Regions from separate parts of the Mus musculus genome. Here region 1 is linked to region 2. A link is a contact called in public promoter capture Hi-C data. All regions are on one chromosome and are shown on one strand. The core of a region is the stretch at or near the end of the contact, and the rest is flanking DNA. Distances in the headings are between cores, read along the strand shown.

Region 1 (6,789 bases), core at 1,003-3,502, 280 kb after region 2:
GCAGGGTCCTGCCTCAAAGTTTTTCAGATATAGTTCAATGATGGAAGTGCTTGCCTGCCATGGATGGTGTTCTGGATTCTACCTCTGGATTCCTCAGTAGAGGAAAAGAGGAAGAGAGGAAGGGGAAGAGGAGGAGAGAAAGAGAAGAGGGAGAAGACAGGAAAGGAAAAGGAAGAAGAGGAGAGGAGGAGAGGAGAGGAAAGGAAGAAGAGGAGAGAAGAGGAGGGGAAAGGAAGAGGAAGAAGGGAGGAAAATAAGAGGGAGAGGAGAGGCGGAGGGACAAGGAGGTGGGGAAGGAAACAGAAGAAAAACATGGCCTGCCTAGCGAGTGAAACAGCAGAGCCAACTACCTAGAAAATGAGAGGAATATTTTCAAACTATTTCTCTGACAATGAGCTAATAATTGGGACATAAAAGGAAATCAAGCAATTCAGTGGTAATAAACTCCAAGTAAAACATTGTCAGCAGATCTACATAGGCATTTCTGAAGGAAGACATGCAAATGGCCAAGACGAACATGAAAAGGGTCAGGCTAACAGTCACCCAAGAAACATATGTCAAAACCACAGTAAGGTGTTGCAAGAATTGCCATGACATGTAAACGACAGCAAAGGCTACTTACGAGGAGGAGGAAGGGGAACTTCTGCACACTGCTTGTGGAAATATAAATAAACAGCAGCTCTGGAAAACAATACGGAGATACCTGGAAATAAAAATAAAAAAATAAAAATTAGACGATCCAGCAATCTCACACTTACTGAGGACATTAAATCAGGATATGAAAGAGGAATCTGCATGTCCATGTTTATTGTAGAATCACAGGACCCAAGAAATGGAAGCAACCTAAATGCCTATCATCTGATAAGTGGATGAAGAAAATATGGTCCATAGGCATAATGAAATGCTATTTGACCTCACAAAACAAATGAAACCCCATCATTTATGATAAGGTGTACCTACCTGGAGGTCATTGCATTTAGTCAAATAAGCCAGACACCATGAAATGAGCTCACAGTACTGTGTAGTCCACAGCGTAGACTCAAGGAAGCCGAGAGCAGCATGGTGCACCCCAGAGGCTGTAAGAGCAGGAGAAGGGACAGATGGGGACAGAGATGGTGATGAGGTGTCTATCGGTGGGACTGAGTCACAGTACAGAGGGAGAGATAAGTCCTTCTGCGCTGTTGCTAAGGAGGATTGATGACAGGTGAAGACCACATGTCACATATGTTTTTAAAGTTAGTAGAATTTGCAATGTTTTAGCATAAGTAAATAATAATCGAGGGAGGATATAAGTATGTTGACCCTAATTTACACATTATATAATATATAAAATATTATTATATGTATATATTATATATTATGTGTTATATATAATATTACATTATACATAATATATAATATTATATATTGTATTTAAAGGGTAACTAAAGTTTTCAATGTGTTAGTTAACTTGATTGTGGCAATTATTTTGTAAGGCTTACATGTATCAAATCAGTATGTTGTTGTATATATTAAATATGTACAATTTTTGGTCAGTTGTTCTTCACTAGAGCTGGAAAATATTTTTTTAAAGACGCTATTCATGAGAAAGACTAAGTCAGGCCTAGTGGCACAACCTATAATCCTCACTATTCAAGAGACTGAGGCAGGAGGATCATAAGTACAACTTTGCCTGGTGAGCACAGTGAAACTCTGCCTCAGAATAAAATATACTTCTTCAAAGATTTATTTTATGCACATGAGTACTCTATCTGCATGTATGCCCACATACCAGAATAGGGCACCAAATCCCATTATAGACGGTTGTGACTGAGAACTGAACTCAGGACCTCTGGAAGAAAAGACAGTGCTCTTAACCACTGAGCCATCTCTCCAGCCCCCCAAAAGAGCTAGAGGATGCAGCTTAGTGGCGGAGCCCTTGCTTAGCATGCATGAGGCCTTCGAGTTCACTGGATTCGCAGAGACACAGACAATGAAAAGGGAGAAAGATGAAAGGAAAGATGAGAAAGAAAAGCAGAGAAGACAAGCCACAAGGTATGGGAGATGACCAGACTGAAAAAGCTCACAAAGGATGTGGCCCGTCCTCTGCCTCCCAACAGTACCGCACATCAGCCTGACTTAGGAGCACTGCACTTAGCTGTAGTGTTCAGACCATTTCCACAACCACCTCTGAATATGCATGTCAGCGTCTCACCACTCTATCAGCAAGTTTTGTTACTGTCAGACCTAAGTCAGCCGACTCACAAGGGTGTTCCTTGGTGAGGCTGAGAACAGGGGTTGCAAACCAGCAGACTGTGGGCTGGAACCAGCCTGCAGACATATTATATTTTGCCTGCACTGACAAAAAAAAAAAATGCTTTAAAAGCTGCCAGCATTTAAAAATAGAGAGTGCTCTATTAAAACTCCAACTGTTCTTTGACACTGGAAGGGCTCTCTTTGCTCAGAATTCAGTATTCAGTGAAAGTTTGTTGGATGTCACATGTAAAATCTGCACTTGGTGTCTTCTCAAAGGGTGGGACTGATAGCTGGCCTTTTATGTAAGGTCACAAGACCCCATTTTTCTTACTCTTCTGTCAACTTTAGAACATTAATTCTCTAAGGAGGCAGTAATGCAAGCCTTCAATTTTATTGGCTAAAGTCACTCATAATTCCTTTTTATTGTTGTGATGTTTTCAGAGTCTATGGTTCTTTTCATTAATGTCATAGTCATTTACCTTTCTCCTTTATGTGGGTAATGTTGCTGGAAACCTATCTTATTGTTCCTCTCTGTGCACCAAGTTTCTGTTATTTCCTTGCTATTGTTACTTCCTGTGTTGATTGTTTGCTTTTATTATTTCTAGGTTGCGTTCTTTGTATGTGGTATGGTGGATTTACTTCTAAAGTTTTGAGGTCTGAATCTTTAGTTCCCAGATATTTTCTGATGTAACAATGACCTCATTAGTTCCCGAGTACTCTCTTAGCTGCACCTCACAGGTTTTGAAATATAGAGATTTACCAATCAATTTTAAACCATTTTAAGTTTAATATCATGATTTTTTTTTTTTTTTACTTTGGTTCAGAAGTTTTGGTGGATTTGGTAAGTTAGCATTCATTGTCCATTCCAAATCTCTCTGTATGCTAAGAAAGTATTTCGGAGTCTGGAATGTTGAAAGCCTCATCTGCCAGACTCCTTTGCAGCTACAGTTCTGTGACTAAGGTTCTTCTACTAGATATATTTTTACATTGTTTTAAAGGTAGAAAGTTAACACCACCTTTCTGCTGAAGCAAGGTCATAGTATGTATGTTTATTTCTACTTCTGCAGTGTTCACATTTATATTCCCTCGCCCCCTTCCCCCTCCCTCCCCCTTCCCCTCCCCCTTTCCCTTTCTCTCTTCCTCTTTCCCACATGGGAGCCCAAAGTTGACATTGGGTATCTTCCTTGATCACTCTCTACTGACTTCATTTATTGAAGCAGGATCTCTCAGGTGAACCTAGAGCTTACTAATCTACCAGTCTATCTAGATAGCTTGCCCCCAGGGATACCATGTCTCTGGCTCCCCAAAGATGGGATTACAGGCAGCTACTATGCCTACCTAGATTTTATGGCTATTACATGGGTCCTAGAGATCCAAATTCTGGTCCTTCCATTTGTGCTGCAAGCACTTTGGCCACTGAGCCATCTTCCTAGCCCCGTTCGCAGTAATTTTTGTCTGTATGATCAAAAACCTAAAGTGACATATTAAAAAGTTGTACTATTTGGTTTGGAGAGATAGCTCAGCAATTAAGAGTGCTTACTTCTCTTGCAAGGCCCCAGGTTTGGTTACCAACACCCACATGGAGGCTCATAACTGTTCCTCTGGTTCTAGGGTATCTGACACCCTCTCTGACCTCTGAGGATACCAAGCGTGAACATGGTGCACATACATACATGCAGACAAACACTCACAAATAAAACAAATAAAAAAAAAACCAACCTTCTTTTAAGATGTGTCCTGTCATGATAGATTTATCACAAGCGATTTGACATTTTGTTTTAAATATTATAATGTTGTGTTGTTAGGTGCAGAGTGGGGGCAGCTCTGCAATCTTCACAGGTACCCAGTGATGAGCTGTGGGGGAACAAAAGGGCAGCTTAGGATGACACAACCCAGTAGCCAGTGTGGTCCAGCTTCGGGAGTCTGACCCCATGTGGTGTTTTTAGGTGTGTATTTAAGCAAAGCAGAGTCTGGTGAAAATTACTCTTGTGAGGATTATCTCAATCCCACCTGTACAACAAAGCATACCCAAATCTCTTTGAGGAACAAAATAAACTAAGTACAAATCAGACTTGACTACATTGAAACCCTTTGTGAAGTGCATAAGCTAACTTAGTGTCACACACTGATAACTGAGATTATTTTGGTACTACTTTCTATAGCTGCCATAACTATAGGCCTGTTTGTATCCTTTTTAAATGTATTTAAAATATATGTGTGCCTATATTTGTATTAGCAAATGCCTTGTACACACATGCACATGCACACACACACACACACACACACACACACACACACACACAGAGGCCAGAAGAGGCTATCAGATTCCTGGGAGGTAGAGTTTACGCATGCTGGGAAGCACACTCCAGTCCTGTGCAAGAACAGCAGGTGCTCATAGCCACAGAGCAGCATCTCCTTAGCCCGGCACCATTAGTTTAAAGAGTACCAAGATGTGTGTATATATAATGACACACATTATCAGTGTACTCATGTTTCTTCTCTCTTGGGGACTTCTTTTTCTTGCAATTCAACTTTGATTTTTTTTTTCTGGTGATGATCCTTTGTAAATTCAAATTTGATTCTTCTGAAAAGAACTTGCTTCCTTACACTGGAGAAATATTCTGTGGCTGTAGTTTTCATTTTGTCACTGTTTTCTGGCTTTCGCTTGGCTGTAAGAATCAGTCTGCTCTGACTGCTACTCCTCGCTAGCGTGCCTGTTTTAAAGGGGTCCTTTTTTGTCCGGGTGCCTGCGCTTTGCTTACAAAGTGTCCTGGTGAGTTTCTTGTAACATAAACGTGGGCTTCCTGAATCCTGGGATGGGCTGCTTTTGACAGTTCAAGACCATTCTTGGCCCTCATCTCTTCACGAGGTCCTCATTGAGGTTGTCTTCTCCTGGAGCTGTCAGAGTCGTCTCTCAACCCTCCAAATCTCACTTCTCTCTCACCTTTGGGCCTGCATCCTTGTGATCTGCATAATGGACGACTTCTTTCATTTACTTTCTAGCTCCCCGACTTTCCTTTAGCATCTTCTAGAATGGGTTGCTCCGTCGTCGGAACGGTTATTTTCAGTTATGACTTTTGTGCTACTGGGGATTCTAAATCTTTATAAAATTTGCTTGGTGGTTCCCTGGAGTCTCTTTTCCATTCACACTTTAGAATTTTTGTAATTGTCTGAGCACATTAATATGGCAGTTTTAAGATTTGCATTTGATGATCTAAAGTCTTTAAGTCTACTCCTGCTTTTTTCTTATTTCTCTTCCTGATATTTTTGTTATGTGCTTGTTATTAAAACAGGAACACTAGCTAGCCTAACCTGGCCTGGAACTCACTATGTAAACCAGGCTGCCTGGAAGTGAATGCAATCTTCCTCTTCCTCTTCCTCCCTACACTTTTGTTTTTTTGTTTTGTTTTGTTGTTGTTGTTGTTGATGTTTTGTTTTTCAAGATAGGGTTTCTCTGTGTAGCTTGGCCTGTCCTGGAACTCAGGCTGGACTCACACAGGTCCTCCTGCCTCTGTCGGCCAACTTCTGGGATTAAAGGCAGGCATCACCACCTCGGATGCCTCCACCCCCTGACAGTGTGTCCCATCATGCCTGGCATCCTATTTCCTGTTTTTCCAGGTGGCCTCCAGTTGCAAGCCTCCCTTCCTCTTCCTCTTGATTCCCACCTTGCTCCGTTCACTTGCTTAGCAGGGAGGAGGTCCCTAGAGGAAATCTCTTAAGCTGCTGTTGAGTCTCCTCCTCCTGGAAAATTTCAGGTGTGCTGCTGTTCCCTTGGGACCCGATCAGTGCAGAGCAAGTCTAAATTTAACAATGTTTTAGGGTTGCTGTTGTTTTAATTACACAAGGTCTCTAAATTTAGACCTGGACTCTTTAAGAAAGTCAGTTTCTCATTCTAAATGGATAGGAATAGTGTTCTTCTATCTAGTGTCGAGGTAGAAATTGGGAGTCTCCTTTCTGTCCTTTAGTATGCCAGGTTTATCTGTGCCCAGCCCTACCCTCAGATGGTAGCCCGCTGCATTCTCGCCCACATCCAGAAGGCCCTCCGCATGCATAGCTCCCCTCTGGCATGCGCCAGACGGCCCTCATTCTACAACACCATCTTCCCTTCTCACAGCGATGACCTCAAAGTGCACCTCAGAGTTCACTGAAGTTCACTGGGCACTACCTCATGAGAGGTCTCTCTCTTCTCATCTCTTGACCCCTGTAAATATCCTTAGGGAGGCTTACTGATATCTTTTTTTAAAGCTTGTAGTTTGCTCGACATTTTAAGTTTTGTTCTTACAACTGCGAGAACAGTCCTACCGGCCATTGTATCTGACAGTCCAAATTAATTTCCCAAAACACATGGTCAAAGGAAAGAACAATCCCTGCAGGCTGTCCCCTGATTTCTACATGTCTGCTGTGACACATATGTGCCTAAGCGCTCTCTCTCTCTCTCTCTCTCTCTCCCTCCCTCTCTCTGTCTCTCCCTCCCTCCCTCCCCCTCCTCCACCTCTCTCCCTCCTTCCCTCCTTCTCCCTCTCCCCACCCCCACCCCGCCTCTTTAGTGGACAG
Region 2 (7,762 bases), core at 1,432-3,931:
CACTGATAGCAAACAAGTCCAGTGTGGTGAGATACATCAGGCAGACCCTCAGCTGCTGAACAAGGAGCCAGGTCCTGCTCTTGAAGGAAGGTGCAGTGAAGTTGGGTTAGGTGTGCTTAGCTCGGTTCCGTTTCCAGGAGAAAGAGAAAGGAAATGCAGAAAGTGAAAGCCAGAAGCATACTGGAAAGAGAAAGGTTGTAACCCCGTGAGAACAGGCAGGGGTTCGTGCTTAGTTATTCCTTGAGGGTGGCAGAATTAGTTCCATTTCCCCTTGCTGGGGAGAACTGAGCTGCTAACACAGCTTGTGCCTGGAGGAAGTAGATCACCTGTCTTTCACAGGGCTAAAAGGGCAAGCTAACAGCTGCATCTCATCTTACCTTAGGAGGCAATGCAGCCTTTCTGAGTGCTCAGACAGACAGAGGAAGTGTGTTTCCTGCATAAACAGTTCTCAGCTCTAGGTAGAGTGAATAACGTTGTAAGGCAAATGGTAAGTGCTGTGCCCATCCCAAGCTTAAGGTTTACTCTGAACTCCCTCCTGGCTTTGCACCCTCTGATCACTTTCATTTCTGATTATTCATGTTACCTACACTGCTGGCATGACCCAGGACTGTTATAGTATGAGAATGCCCCTCTAAGTTCATGCATTTGAACAGCTGGTCTTTAGCTGGTGACATGGTTTTGGGGGGTACAGAACTGTCAGGAAGTGGAGATTCATCACTTCCTAACACCACTGGGAAATACATCACTGGGGGGGGGGGGTGAGTTTTGAGGGTTTGTAGCCTCACTGACTTCCCATCCTATCTCTCTTTCTGTGTGTGGATAAAATGTGACCTCTCTGCTTCTTGCCCCTGCTCCCATGCTTTCCCCATCAATATAGACTCTAACCTCATGGAACTACAATCCAAAATAAGCCCTGTTTTCCCCTAACTTGCTTTCATCAGTTTATTATAGTCACTGTTAATTTCCATATCATTTGTATAATACAGACATCCTTTGGTAGCCTCAGAGAATTAGTTTCCCTCCACCACATACAGAGATGTGCAAATTCTCAAGTATCAAGCACCTTATATATAATGATGTATTAGTAATATTTTTCTATCACTTAGATGTATATGCTCATATACTTTAATTCATCCAGATTATTAATAATACCTGATACAAGAAAAATGCTATGTGAATGGTTTTATGGGTTTTTAAAGGGGAATAATATCAAGAAAACCTAAGCCATGTTCAACAGATGCAATTCTCATACCCCAAGTGTGGACCTCATAAACATGAAAGGACAGCTGTGGTGACTATGCTCCTGATTCTGCACATATCAACTGGATGCTGTTTTGTGTGAAAGAATAGATTAAAATGAAGCCCAGGGTTTAGAATTGGCATGCTGTTAACTGCAGAGGCAGCTAGGTGGACTCAATTACCTTGGCCTTTCCTCCCACCTCTCCCATCCTTTCAGACATTGTGAAAAAGAGTACAAACAAAAATAACAAGTAATCATAAAACCTGAAAGAGAAGGAAGCCAGAATTCCAAATTAGTAAGAAAAGTAAAAGAAGCCTGCAGTGTTTCAAAGGCCCTGCATTTCTTTTGAATGTTAAAAGGCAACTGAGGTTTGTTGCTAACCTCAGCCAAGTATGGCCTGCTGTAATAAATAGCTGCCCATTCAGAAAGAAGCTTACAGACCACTTTATTCATATATATATATATATATATATATATATAGAGAGAGAGAGAGAGAGAGAGAGAGAGAGAGAGAGAAATTAAAAATATGGCTGTCTGGGAGGAGAACACAGAGTATTCTGTGTAACAGTATTTAAGAATAATAGGCCTGGACCAAGAAAACAAGAAGATTGGCTATAAAGAAAATAAAGAACTCATGGGCATTTGTGGAGTCAGATTAGAATAAAGATATCAAAGTAGAAATTTCAGAAACATACTAGTCCCTAGGTGACTTAACTGGCCTTTTATTTTTAAATGATCTATTTATTTTTATTTTGTATGTGTATTTATTTATTGTTTTGCCTGGATGTGTGTGTGTGTGTGTGTGTATATATATATATATATATATATATACACATATATATATAGTGTGTGTGTGTGTGTGTGTGTGTGTGTGTGTGTGTGCTTGGTGTCCACGGAGGCAGAAGAGAGTGTCAGATTTCCTGGAATGGAGTTATAGATGACTGTGACCTGCCATGTGGATGCTAAGAGGCATATGTGGACATACGTCATTCATTTCACTTTACAGAGTGATTATTTGATGCCTAATTGTTATCTGTTTGCAAAGTTGTCTTATGATTCTATACAGTATTTTGGATGCTAATGATAATCTTACCTGATTATTTAACTTTTAGGTCAATTAAACTTTCCATTAAAATTTGAAGACACTATCCAAGCTATCGCTTTGTAGGATGAAAAGCACACAGAATTCTAAGTGCCTGTGACTCTGTTCTTCCTTTTGCCCTGTGAATTCCTATCCCACAGCGTCGTTGGTGAGCAGGGAAGAAGGGGTTACATAGTAGCGGGGTATCTCTGCTCTCCTTTGATCTTTTTCACAGCCAGCGCTATGCTATGGCAGGGTTTGTGTTCTCGGAAAGGAATATTGACTTCTTAGTCCTTCCTCTCAGTTTAAAATTGAAATTCCTCATTAGGCCACAAGGTGGCAGATTAATAGCAGGGAAAAATTCAAGCACAAAAGCGGTAAAGAAACTTTTTCAACAGAAGAGAAATTGTGAACAAAGAAGGTCTTGTCTCCCCTCCGCTTGTGTGGTCCCTTCCATGATCAAAAGTTCCATTTGCTAAACAAACACATCCCTTTAAAAAATATCATCCCTTTGAAGCCAGGGAGAAGAGACTCCTCTACAGACTTGTTAGTAGTGTTTCTAAGCACACAACTTCCTTGAATCTCATTTGAGGATAGCCTGTGTACACCCACTAGAATGTCAAGCTTTCATCCTGTCAATCAATTGAACAATTGCCACGGAAGACTTCTTCTTCATGACCATATGCACTATCACAGTTGAGCCATGGCCTGTCTTGGTAAACTAACTTTCTTTGGGATTTCTGAGACAACTTCAGCTACTCCACACTGACTCCTGGGTATCTAGCCTCATCCCTCTCTATTCCCCACTGCTGCCACTGTCACTTCTTTGGATATCAGAACTGACCATGACTTCCTACTGAAAAGTCCACACCATTAGCCATGGGATGAAATATAAAGTCCAAAATGTGGCACACAGGGAACTTTCTAACCTGTCTCATAACCTGTACACATACAGACATACACTTACTAATTCAATATCACTGGCATTACTGCTGTGTCAAATATACCTCTTTCCTCATCTCGCTGGGTTTTATTCCATCCTTCCCTCTAGCTGGACTGCTCTTCCTCATCTGTGTCTGGCAAGTATCCAGTCCATGCAATGCCTTGTTCAACATTCTCATGCGAACAGTACCCTGCCTGCCTGACCCTCATGTTCTTGCACGGAATCCATCCTCTTATTGTACACATATCTGTCTTTCACACTAAATGTAAGCTCTTTCATAAAATAGTCAAGGACTGGGGTAAGTGTTGGGAAGAATGCTATTTTCCAAGTAGATGCTTAGAAAACACTATGGAAGGACTGCAGCATCTTATCTGGCAGACAGATAGACACCCATAGGCTCCAAAGACTTAAGTGGAAAAAATGGCATCAGGTGGAGACACCATTGGTGGTATTGATCCCTTCTTCATGAAAGACCTGGAGCCAGGAGGATTGGAATGGCTCCTGGCAACCCTGTACTCCTTGCAACTAGGAATGGTATAGATCCGTTCTCTTCCCAAACATCAATCCCCTTCCCACAAATTACACAATTTTTCCCTGTACCTCTGCTCGCCAAGACACAGTAGATTCCTGTATCTCCAATTTTAGTGAGGTAGGACTCTTTTCCCTTGGGGGTACAGAGCAGCTATCATTGTTAGCACTTGAGCTAATTGTAGAAATATTCTGTGACGTCTGAAGACAAAATTTGAAAAATTATACTGAACGATGCTAATATATCATTTAAAACTGGCGCATTTCTCCTGGGTTCCCTTGGTACTTTCTTTGTTGATTATCAGTGGAGATATATTAATTTCATGCTCACCACTACAATTTAAGATCAGAAATGGAACATCTAACAATCTTTAGATGTAGTAAGTAGACTTAGGATCTGTTTGTGAATTATCTACCTCCTTATCTTTTTCTTTTTGTGCTTCACTTTAACAAAATAAATCTTAAGAATAATGTATTGATTGGAGGTTTCTATTTTCTGGGATAATAAAACATGGCCAAAAGTGTTATGGGGAGTCCATCAAAAATGACCACTCAGAAACAATGTATGGCCTATTGAAAGTCTTCATTTCAGTTAGCAAGGCTATACTCAGTTATTCAGGATCTAAGTGTAGTGCCTAGTGTCCTGCACACAGGGTTTTTGAAGAGAAAACCTATGCCCTGGCATCATGAAGCTAAAATAAGCAGTAGGTAGAAGGAGTAGTTCTGAGCAAGCAAGCAGGTCAGCAGAAGCAGAGATAAGTTTACTGCGTATTTTGATGTTGAATTCCTAGAATAGAGTTGGGTAATTTTTTCATGGGATTCTCCATCCATGAGATCAACATCTAGTTAAGCATGAAATGGCCTCAGCAAGAATACAAGATGAAGGAACCGCTGCATGTGCCTGCTGCCTTACATTCCCCACTCGTTCTGTGGGCCTGAGTCAAGTTGTTTACTTATCATGTACTAGGAAGGCATAGTTGGTCCTAGGGACCAATAATTTAGTTGGTCATGCAATTGAGGATACAGAGTCCTACTAATAGCCTGACTAGGATAAGACTCATGATCCAGCTAATCCTGACAGAGAGGTGGTCTGCCATGGGGACCAGGTAAACAGGGTATCTGATCCGTCTTTCCTTTCTCTCCTTTCTGTGCAGTTTAGCTGACCATGGCAAGGTTTTTCTCTAGTTAACACTGATTGGTTGGCATGGGAACAGCATTGTACATCGGGATTAGTAAACTCTGGTCAGAGGTTGGGAAAGATGGGAGGTATTCTCCCAGACATAATTTCAAAAGGAGCAATCCCCTTCTTACAATAACACTGGACCCTGAGCAGGAGAGAGCAGAGAAGGAGCTTGGCCCAGTCTTCATCAGTTTCCAGAACCAATTTGGTCAGAATCTCCTTAAGAGTTCTATTCATTCTTTCTACCTCCCCTGAGCTCTATGGCCTATATGCACGATGTAATTTCCAATTGATATTTTATAACTGTCAGATTTTGAGAGTTTGGCTATGAAGGTCAAGCCATTTCCAGACCCCAAAGCTAGTAACACTCAAAATGTAGGTATTATTTCCTGAAGAACTTTCTTGGTATCTATTAGGGAAGCCTCCATCTACAAACACCAGCAAATATTTGGGCCTGATTTCAGTAAAGTACAACTCCCGTGTTCTCCAGACCAGTTTTCTCAAGCCTGAATCTCTCCTGGGACCTTCCTCCCTGCTTTGGGATTTTCCTGAACACAAGTGACATGTCTAAAGGTGGTGTCTTTATTCAGGATTTTCTAATTTGGAACATAATACCCGGGTCTAAGGAGTTTAACAGTTTCTGTGGTCACTAAGTGGGTGGCTTGGTAAAGATCCAAAGCCAGTTACCTTCCCAGACTCACGGGAAGGATGGGTCTGTTGTCCAGCAGTAGCCAATATCCCTATTTATACTGTCTTGCCAGTTCTTGTTTCTCTGAGTCAATCTTACCCAGGCTATATTCCAGGTAACTGGTAAGCTGGGCTCTGACAGGGCTACCAAGCCTTGGTGAGGCACCACTGGTTCTCAGGTTACTTCCAGGCAGTCAAATCAGCTGCTTTGTTGCTACTGGCTTCTGGGGAATCCCCTTTTATGAGTCCTCTGCAGTGGACACTGTTTTGGGTAACCAGATATCTCTTAATAGGTCTAAGGCTTCTTCTCAGATTTTCATCTCTTTTCCTGCTAAGATCAGCAACGTGTAAACCCATGGACATCACGAGTTTTGCAGTATCAGTTCGTGTGTATGGTCATAGTCTTGTCCTTCCCTCAGCAGAGTGCTCCAGTCAAAGCTAAAAGCTCAGCTTGTTGATTTGAGGTTTGTCTGCTTAAAGGTCATGCCCAGATAGTTTTATCTTGGGTCACCACTGCAGCCTCTGCATACCAGATCCTGTCTTGGATAAAACTGCTCCTATCTGTGAACAATACCTCATCTGGTGTTACCAATGAATGTCAGTAAGGTCAAACCTGGTGACTGGATCTGGTCACTCACCTTAAGACTGTCATGCAGAGGACCCTTAGAGTTATTCTCTAGCAGGAGACTAGCAGGATTGAGGGCTGTCATCTGTGGAAACAAATGTGTGGTTGAACCAGAGGAGGTCTTGATATTGGGTCTCTGGAAGTTAGACATCCATCTCTCAGGTACTCCCCTCCAGAGGGACTCAGTATAGTGTGGGGCTGTCAGGAAAAGTTTATACCCTACAATTAATTTGTCAGATTAATTTCCCAGTATAACAGTGACAGTTATGCACCACTGGGCTGTACCATGTCAAGTCTCTTTCTTGGGCAGATATGCCATCAGTCTTTCCCAGGCTCCTAGGGTATGCATGAGAATCCTTTAGATAATGCCTCTTGCATTATCCACATACAAATGAGATAGCCTAGGGGTGGGGTATAGGGGTGAGAGGTGGTGGGGGTGGGGTAGGGAAAGCACTTGGGCAGACAGGAGGGCCCTTTTCTCAGTTTCAGTCCATTCCAAAGACTGTGTACTCCTGGCATAGAGGGCACCAGCCATCTCTGCAAACACCACCATCCATAGCAGCAGTATCCAATGACCACCAGGAGTTCCCACACTTATGTTTTTGATGTCAGTGTAGGGGTTTGTAGAATGGTTGAAACATGGTCATAGAAAAGTGTTTTCATTTCTCTAGATTTAGCCTAGGCATGTGACCTGAGGGATGTACAAATGAGCCTTCAGCTGAGACTCTGTACCCTAGGGGTTAAGAGTCCTCTAAAAGGCCTTCTGTTGTCTGTCCACATTTCTCTTTAGTGGTCAAAGAGCTATGAGGAAGTCACATACCCAGGGAGCAAGGTGTTTGTGAATATTTTGGCCTAAATTCTAGCAAATCTGCACTCGGGGCCCCATCCGATGATGCTGGAAAGCCCATGAACCCCCTTTCCTGGTCTGTGTCCTCCATTTCCTCTCCTGTCTCAAGAACAGTGACCACTGCACAGGAAATGTCTTTTCTTGTCTGTCTTCAGCTGAATCTTGGTATTTTTAAACTTTTGGTGCAATATCCAAAGGTCAAGACTTACTTATCCCTTCAAGTTCTCTCATTTCTAGAGCCTTCTCCTGTGCCTGGAGGAGGCTGTTTGACAAAGGCAATATTAGTGGCTGACTGGTTCTCAGGAGCATCTAGGACTATGGGGTCAATACCCAGTATTTCGCATGGAGCCTTTCCAGGAACTGAACAAGTAATTAATCGGGTCCTTGAATAACCCAAGTTATCAGGCTGCTCCTTTTAATCCTTCCAATAATATTTGTTGAAAATAAATGGGCCACTGTCTTCTTACCTTAAAACAGTTTACAGTAGGCTGGTAAGAGCCTGCAGCTGGAGGGTTCAGGGTCTTCCAATTATGCAAGTCTACTCTTCCCCAGCGTATGACTTTGAGAATTACTTCCTCTTTCCACAGGCTCAACAAGCTACTCAGAGCAGGTCAAGGAGGGAACAGAGAGT

What was found. Promoter capture Hi-C pulls out the DNA fragments that hold promoters and counts their contacts.
Region 1: a promoter capture Hi-C map of hippocampal neurons shows a contact between it and region 2, with 7 times the contacts expected there. The contact joins two enhancer-like sites. A contact is called at or near these places in 1 of 39 promoter capture datasets (hippocampal neurons), 3 of 15 datasets of contacts at CTCF or cohesin (the NIH/3T3 cell line, embryonic stem cells and large pre-B cells), 17 of 484 Hi-C or Micro-C datasets (3T3-L1-derived adipocytes, CD4 T cells, CD8 T cells and 9 more) and 8 of 115 datasets of contacts at active chromatin or transcription factors (embryonic basal ganglia, embryonic limb bud, fibro-adipogenic progenitors and 5 more).

The regions. Positions count from the first base shown.
Region 1 is chr12:32,912,394-32,919,182 of GRCm38.p6, forward strand. No RefSeq gene overlaps it. Among named protein-coding and RNA genes, the nearest start is that of Gm33484, 6.7 kb to the left of the region's middle. Within about 2 kb of position 2,253, at least 4 of the 459 cell types and tissues checked have an H3K27ac peak or open chromatin away from gene starts, as enhancers often do. A contact at or near this core is called in hippocampal neurons, where this site is marked.
Region 2 is chr12:32,634,975-32,642,736 of GRCm38.p6, forward strand. No RefSeq gene overlaps it. Among named protein-coding and RNA genes, the nearest start is that of Gm33380, 57 kb to the left of the region's middle. Within about 2 kb of position 2,682, at least 17 of the 459 cell types and tissues checked have an H3K27ac peak or open chromatin away from gene starts, as enhancers often do. A contact at or near this core is called in hippocampal neurons, where this site is marked.